2 separate regions of the Arabidopsis thaliana genome follow, and region 2 is linked to region 1. Evidence: chromatin contacts called from public capture Hi-C data. All regions are on one chromosome and are shown on one strand. The core of a region is the stretch at or near the end of the contact, and the rest is flanking DNA. Distances in the headings are between cores, read along the strand shown.

Region 1 (4,333 bases), core at 1,016-3,515:
ATTAGTGGATAAAGTATCTAAACTTTAAATTACACTTGGCTCTTTTGCATCATGTTTTTGCATAAGTAAATAAATTTCACTTTATTAAGCCAACTAACCATTTCATTAATGATATAGCCGGGTTGTGGCCCATATCCACTCTTCTGATCATGAGATTAATCTTGTTGCCCTTTTTAAAAGAACTAAATAGACACATCTAGTATCAAAGTCAGTAAAACAAGCTCATCACAATGAAATTTTTGATGTAGAGGAAAATTCTGAAATATAGAGACTAAACAAAGGAATTTCATAAGATGGAGGTGCGAAGTGATGACGCATATCTTTTTGGTATAATAGTTTGTGTCCTCTAGGACAGCTATATTTGATCATGGGTGAGCGTGGGTGTATTACCTTGGGGATTCAGTCTAATGTTACTATTGTGAATGTTGATTGTTGGGTACAAACCAATGTCTTATATCGGAAGTTAAAAAAAGAAATTTTTAATATATAAGCCAACTCCAACTTCAACTAGTATGAGGTTTTTAAAGAAAGAGTCCAATAATAATTTGTGGAGTTGAACATGTAAGTCCAAAGAGGATATCATCATATTAAAAAGGGAGTTAGAAAAGACCCAATACTTATTAGGATCACTGCCGAAGACGGTACTGAATTGTTGTGTTATACATAATAGAAGCTGAGATTGAACGATGCACGAGTTGTTTAGTTTGCATCGAGGAAAATTTTGCTATGTGGTAAAGCTCTAATGAAAATTCAAAGGAACTTGAGTTGGATAAATTTTAAATTTATTAAATATATGTATATATACAACATGACAATAGTTTAGGACTTTAGGCGATATTCACATCAAAGTAAAACGAATTAACATTGAACTCATCGAAGTTAAAATTCCACTTCGCATATAATGTCCATAAATTTACAAATTGATCAAAACGTGTGCTTCTCTCCTTGGCGAGACGAATTTGTGTTCTACCCGGTAAACCTATAATCATTTACAAAGATTGTGCTGTAGTGTTTAACTATCTTCAATTGTGTTTCTTTAGCTTTATGTGACCTCATGTCTTTATAAAAACTAATCTCAATTGTTCGATTTAGGTATTGTCATTTACACAAACACTCATTAATTTTTATTTTTATTCTGTCATGAGATATTATTTAAGGCTCAGACAAGCTAAAAATACGGAAAAATGTTTACATAAGTAACATGTAGCGGTTCAACATGATTTTTTCGTGCCAAATAATCCACCTTGACATTTGCAGTACAAGATATTAAAGATAAAGAAAATATAGTGAATTTTTTCTTGTCGATCAAAAACTCCTCCAAATATGTTGAAAACGCTGACCATTCGGTTAGGGAATACACCATTTTCACCAGGTCTGTGAAGAATTCATCTAAAACCCAGCGAAGAAATTTTATTAAATATTAATCATGAACTATAAATATAATTTGCAAAGATAGAACAATGCAATTCCAGAAAATAAAACAAAAGTCCTTATAAGAAAAATTAAGATATACTTGTTTGATAATTTAAAGAAAGAACCACTTTTAATTTTGCATTCCCCCATAATTTAAAGAAAAAAACACCCATTGTTCCACTAAAACGGTTTTGAGAGCATATGATATAAAACACTTCTCCACAAAAATATGATATAAATATTTTATCAAACTTATCAATAATTGGTTATACACTATATATACGAATCTGATGAGAATAAAAAGAGAAAAATAAGAGGGGGCATGCATGATCCTAACATGTTCGACAACATGGTTTGATTTGAATCAAACATCCAATCTCCATAAAGATGCATGCGTGTTTGGTTTCATTACAGAGAATTCTTAGTGTAAAGATACATTTCCCTCATGCCACAATGTGAACTTAAACCACTTCACTTTCTCTAACCGAAACACATTAATTATATTAATTAGCATTTATTTTTCAACATGCTCACACTATTACGAAGACTAAGACTACACATAAATCATAACTTATAGAAGACAAACCCTTTTTCATAAAAAACAGCTATTCTTCTTCGAGTTATGTCGGAAATAACTTTATACGTTAGACATAAGCTGTCCTTAGCGTATTAAACAAATGAAAACACACGAGTCTTCTTCCACGCACATGCAATTACATATTATTTATGGGACACTTATATATACATTCCATTATACAAGCAAAAACACTACAACTTAAACTCTCTCTCTCTCTCTCACTCTCTCTCTCTCTCTCTCTCTCTCTCTCTCTCTCTCTCTCTCTCTCTCTCTCTCTCAAGATTAGGGTTCTTGAGTCATCCATGGAGAGAGAAGAATGTAGCAGCAGCGAGTCCGGATGGACCACGTATATTTCTTCGCGTATGGAGGAAGAAGAGGAAGAGGTGATTGATGAGGTCTATTATGAAGGGCATATCATCGAAAAAGATCGTAGAAAATATGCGAATGAATACGAAATCAACAAAGACAGCGATGATTCGATGGCTTCCGATGCTTCTTCCGGGCCAAGTTATCACCAAACGAGCAATAGAGGTAAACGTAGAGAAGGTCTCGCTCTAAGGAATGGGAAAGGTGAAAGTAATGATGTTTATAGTCATCGTATAGATGATAAGAATATTGGTAATCTTATATCTAGGAAAAAAGAGAAGAAAAAGAGTGAAAACAAGAGTAGGTCTCATAAAAAGAAGTAATTTTTTGAAGTTGATTGTATATGTTGGATTTGATTATAGTTTTCTTTCCTTTTTGTGTTGAGGTTTTTTTATGCCTCGAGCAAAGGGTGTTTGATTATTTTAATGGTTTTGTTTTTCAACATGAAGATTAACATATGTATTTTTCTCTAATTATGTTCTCGATTATTATTGTCCATCTATAAGAAATCATTTCCCATTATCTACTTAGCTACATGCATGCTTCGGTGATTATTGGCATACTAAAACTATGTTTACATTAAAAACTTTTTTATTTAAGTTACGTTGGACGCTACTCTCATACCACTGTAAAAATAGGAAATGAATTCCGTACAGAAGAAATTCATTACAACAAAAAAGGAAGAATTTATTCATATAAAGTTTGAGTTCAAACAAAAAACCACGCTTGGGAAAGGTTGATTTTACTAATTGCACATCAATGAGTGGTTTCTTTTATTATTATTATTAGTATTTTCTTAAACTTGAACGATTTATGTATTGTATGCTTGGATTTTTGTGGTTATATAAAAAGAAATGTACTACTGAATGCTGTCATGAATCAAAGTGGTGTAAATGAAAATAGGTCTATCATGGCATGTGTGATGACTGATGAAACGTCTCCTTCGAGACAACTTCTCCATTATTGGTCACATTGTGATTTTCAATGTGTTTGATCAAATTGTCTTAAAATTTTATGATGAAATTGTTTTGTTTGTTTGTTTATTTTGGCTGTAAAGAGGGAAATGGATCAGACACACATGACAGCAACATGGGAACTCTTTCACAGAAAATAATTAGTTTTTGTTTGAATTTTCACAATTTTGTTGGTTTTTGCTTATCTGCAAGAAATAACGTAGATAAATTACTCACACCCATAATTCTAATATACATTTTCATATATCATGTACAACCTAGATATTAAAAGTATTAAGTGGTGTAACAAATTTGAAGTATTTTATTTATATCCAGATAATTGTCGTATATGAAGGCCCAAAACAGTTCTCCGAGCAAGTTCGTTTGAGATATAACCGAAAAGCAGAACACAAAAGGTTTTAAAAGTTAAGCCCATGGACCTTGTATTAATTCTCTAACGATGTCTCGTTTAGTCGTTTTGCTGGTTTGTCTTTTCCACTTACGCATGGACTAGATGAAAAACGACAAACCAGCAAGATTTGTTAGTGACTAATCCAAAACGGAAAAGTAAATATTGAAATGAAAGCTTTACCAAAAAATTCCCATATAATCAAAGATTAGTGAGTTCTTTACAGACTAGATGCCCTAAATTAATGTGAGTTAAGCTTATTTTGTTTAAAAGTTTAAAAACTTTATGCAAATTATATTTTATCAAACATGCATATTAATATTTTTTTCTTGTCGTTTTTCCTTTTTTCTCTTCTCTCCGTGTTTAGATTTTATATAAAGTAATTTGATATAGACAATGACCAAGGTAAAATCGAGGTAGAGATCAAATTATGCTGAACGAACTGGCAAACAGGTCGGTTTTAAATGGTAGACCGCCTAAATGAAAGAATAACATTTAACCTAAACATAAATGCTTCACAAAAGGAAGCTCTTAGTGATTTTGATCATGTCCTCAAAGCACTTAGGGGGATGTATTCAAATTAGAATTTAAAGTGATTTGAGTTTTCTTGAGTTT
Region 2 (4,333 bases), core at 1,085-3,584, 180 kb before region 1:
TTTCAAAATAACAAAACATTTTTTATGTTTTTATAACATCAAACCCAAAGTGAAACATAAAATACAAATATCTTTGAATCATAATAATAGTAAATAAATAAATATATTTAATGTTTCAAAACAAAAAACCTATATATATCTACATATACATTTTTGCAGCCATTTAGTAAAATAAATCCTGAAGTAGAGACTTATTTACAAGACAATGTCATTGACATTAAATTTCAAATGTTGATAATTATATACAAGATATTACGTTCAACAATAGTTGCCAAAAATCTCTCAATATATCAGTTGGTATTAATTATTCATATTTGAAAATTTAAATATTTTATATTGCGCTCAACAAACGTTTCTAAAAATCTCTTCAAAAATTTGCACGGTTTCATTCACATGTCTATAATATGAGAATTTTGAATTATATATTTTTAGATTGATTTGAATTATATATCTTTTAAATTAAAATATTATTAAAAGAAAAATAACAAAATAATGTTTAATTTCATTGAACGGGGGTTAAATGGTATGACAGGTTTGGGTCGATAGTAATACGAGAGAATATACTACAGGTGAAATTAATTAGATTGTTTAATTTCACTGAACGAGATTAGATGGTAGGACGGGTTTGAGTGAATAGTAATACGAGACGGTATATCACAGGTAAAATTTTAGATATAACAATCAAAATAAAATTATATTATCTTAAACCCTAAACAAAATAAAGAATATCAAAAAATAAAATAATTTAAATTTAAATTATTTTTATAATTTAGATTTTAACTTAATAAACAGTATGTTATTATTCTAATATTTTTAAACAGTAAAAATCAAACATAGCAATTTTATAGTAAAAATATATATAAATATAAAAATTGTATATTTAGATAATATAAAACATAAATTATATTTATTTTTAATTTATTAAACAAATTAAATATTTTATTTTAAAATCTAGTATATATGCATAAGCGCACAAATAAAGTGATCACACGAGAAAAGATGGCGACCACTTGAGAGCCACATAGTCCAAAAGTAAAAGATCACACTTTGGACCGTCCAATTCTTTGCGTTTTCAAGCCGCGGCGTCCACCAATAGCTGCCAATCAATGTGAAAGTTATCATTATGTGAATGAAATTAGAAAAGCCCACATTAAAATTTTACATACTTTTATCATTATTAATGCACATTACTTCTACTATTAATTAGAGTATACTAGTATTGTTGTTGTGAATTATTTATCATGTTCAAACCCTAAATATTGTTAATAATAATTTTTTCAATCGGTACATTAATTCCATAGTGATATTGATGACGTTTCAATATAATCATTCTACGATGAGTTAAAAATTTTTATCAAAGATTTGCAATTTCCGAACCCAAAGTATGCTCATCTACTTAGCTTTCTTTACAAACTGTTCAGACTTGGTGAAGATGGTGTCTTCTCCAACCGAATGGCCGGCGTTTTCAGTGTATTTGGAGGAGTTGCAAAGTGATAGGGAAGAATTCACAAATTTCTCTTTATCTTTAATTTCTCGTAGTGCAAATGTAAAAGCGGATAAGTTGGCACGAAAGATTCGTACCGTACCGCATCATGTCACGTATGTAAACAATATCCCTCGAGATTGACTCTTTTGAGTTCTAATTTATATCGGTTGACAAAAAAAAAAAAAAGTATGCTCATCTACTTTGTAAGTAAAGATCTAAAAATGATGTTTGAAAAATAAAATTCGTATGACAAATTAATATATCTTTAAATTTAAACATTGTACTAAAAAAAGAGAACAATAATTCATAAGCTGTTCCAAAAACAAACTCAACAAACAAAAGCAATAACACAAAACTTAATCTATACTAACATTGCCACAAAAATTATCGACTGTTACAAAATTGCCGCTGATTATTACAAAAGTCGAAATCTCTTAATCTTTCTGTCGGCAAAAGAAGAAAAAGATGTTAATGGTTAGGTTGAGATGACAGTAACATTGTCACAGTTACAACGAAAAATGGAAGTGGGTGGAGGAACCACGACCGGAACAGCCAAGCAAGTAGGTTTATTGTCTCCGGCCAAAATCACCACGATCTTAGGTAAGTACTCTCTTGTAATAGGCTTAGCGTCCTTGTCACCGACATCGTCTTCTTCATCCATATGATTGTTATTGCTAGAGGAAGAAGGTTTTTGGTGTGTGCAGACCAATGAGAGTAATGCCAAAGCTATAAGCAAAACAAGCAAAAAGAGACCACCAAAGAGATATGGTACTGGTGACTTCCAGATTTCTACTTTTGGTGTCGGCCTCATTATGATTTTTAGTAGTCTCTTTTTTCTTGTGTTGTAAGTGCAGCTATGGAATTTTAGTTATGGGCATTAAGGAATTTATAGTAGAAGGTTTGTACAAAATTGATATATAATTTTTAAATTAATTGATCACTAAGAAGTGTAGGCGTATTTTAGTTTAAAGTGAAGTAGGAAGATTCCTTGTGCGTTCAGATATTCTTTTCTTTTATTAACTATATCTGTTGTTGTTTATTGTTCATGTGTCATGTCATGACGACATTACATTAGTTCTTCTTACTTATTTTTTCCGACACTTGGAAATGGAAACAATGGTGTGCATGAACCAAGATATAAAAACGGTATACATGCATGCAAATGTTATTTTTTCGTTATTATAAATTAACATAAATATGTGAAAGTTCATTTAGGTATATATGAATGTTTTGAGTTTAAAACATTATGAAAAATAATTATTTCCAATATCTTAAAGTAAAGCTTAGCATTAGTTCTAAATATATAAAAAAAACTTGTAAATGTTAAAGGTATTTAGCGAAAAAAACATTATTACTTCTACACTATTTAGTTGTAGTGCCAAAAAATAAAATTAGATAATAAAGTATCTTTATCAAAAAAGAATTTCCAAAAAAACTTTCCCGCCAAAATGTTTTCGGGGAAATTTTTTTTGTCAAACTTTTTCCACCAAAAAAAAAAAATTCATGATTTACAAAATTAGGAAAGATTCTAAGCAATTAAGGAAGGTTTTCACAATATTCATAATTTTTATTTTTGTGTAGCCTTTTCTGAATTTTCTAAAATCTTTCCTGAATTTTGTAGAATCTTTCCTAAATTTTGTGAAATCCTTCCCGAATTTCGTAGTTACCTTCCTAAATTTTTTGGTGAGAAAATTTGACAATTTTTTTTTTGCGGGGGAAATATTTTCTTTTATTTATTTATTTTAATTAAATTAGTTATTTTATATTTAATATTTAATTAAAGTTAATAGTGCTCTTTGTGGAAGTTTTCAAAAGATATTCTATTTCTGAAAGAAAAACTTGTTCATTGCTATTTTTGTCAATTCCCCTAAAATATTTGATGTCTTTTTTATCTTAACGACTAATTTTAAAAAATAGATTTCTTAACTTTTTAAATTATGTGTAAAAATAAGTTTATATAACAGATGTTAGTCAACCGTTAATTCATATGATTCAACGGAACCAAACGACATTATGTTTGGTAGTTTGAGTAAAAACAGAAAACATGCAATGTCGTCTTTATAACTTTTGGGATTTAGGGACTTTGATTTCATTTAGTTATGTTCATTTTTTAAGCGGGACATAGAAGCATCGAGTAAATTTCATATTTGCTTTTGTCCACAAAAGGGAAGTCGTGAATGGGACTGTCATTTAATTTTTATTAAAAGTAGGGAAATGAACCAACCAAAAAATATATGTTCAATCGTTTTGTTAACCTTTGTCTCAAACCAAACGGTTTGGTTTGGTTTTGTTTGTTATACTATTACTTGTCACCCGAAAGTCTGAACCCAAATATGATATTGTTAACTCGATTAGTAAGACTGAAAAGCTTTGTAGACGTGGAAAGATGAACAAAGCTTAACTCGATTAGGGTTTTTGTAGTTTCAGCATGTATGCTGCAGCTGTCGGCTTCTCCAGAGCAGCTGGAGGAAGCTCCGGCGACAGAGGTTAAAGGCATACAAACTACATGGATTCAGGTAAGTCAGAAGGAGGATCTCAAAGAACATGGCCATCGATCTCAATGATCAAACTTCACAATGGAGGCATGCATCTAGCCAACGAGAATCTCCGTAGACTCAAAGGGTGGTGGGTCCAACAGTCAAAAAGTCATACGTTCAAGCAGCTCAAAAACATGTTTTTACTAAACAAAAGTTTGTGGTTGATGAAGTAGATGGTCAAGGGAGAGTTGTTGTCCCAAAAGAGGTTTTTGTAGGAGCTAAACCGTTATGGAAAGATTTTGTGATTGGCAAATTTCTCAATACAAAGGCTCCACATGTGGGTAACATTCACATGATTGTGAATAAAATA

What was found. Capture Hi-C pulls out chosen DNA fragments and counts their contacts.
Region 2: a contact with region 1 is called in a capture Hi-C map of seedling, with 1.9 times the contacts expected there. A contact is called at or near these places in 1 of 26 Hi-C or Micro-C datasets (callus) and 1 of 3 other capture datasets (seedling).

What each region holds. Positions count from the first base shown.
Region 1 is chr3:12,166,113-12,170,445 of TAIR10.1, reverse strand. AT3G30580 reads left to right here and starts at 2,265. Exons shown (of 1, transcript NM_113959.2): 1 at 2,265-2,869. The coding sequence starts at 2,293. The coding sequence ends at 2,679.
Region 2 is chr3:12,350,473-12,354,805 of TAIR10.1, reverse strand. GDU6 (glutamine dumper 6) reads right to left here and starts at 2,334. Exons shown (of 1, transcript NM_180319.2): 1 at 1,773-2,334. The coding sequence starts at 2,297. The coding sequence ends at 1,962. It also overlaps the pseudogene AT3G30724.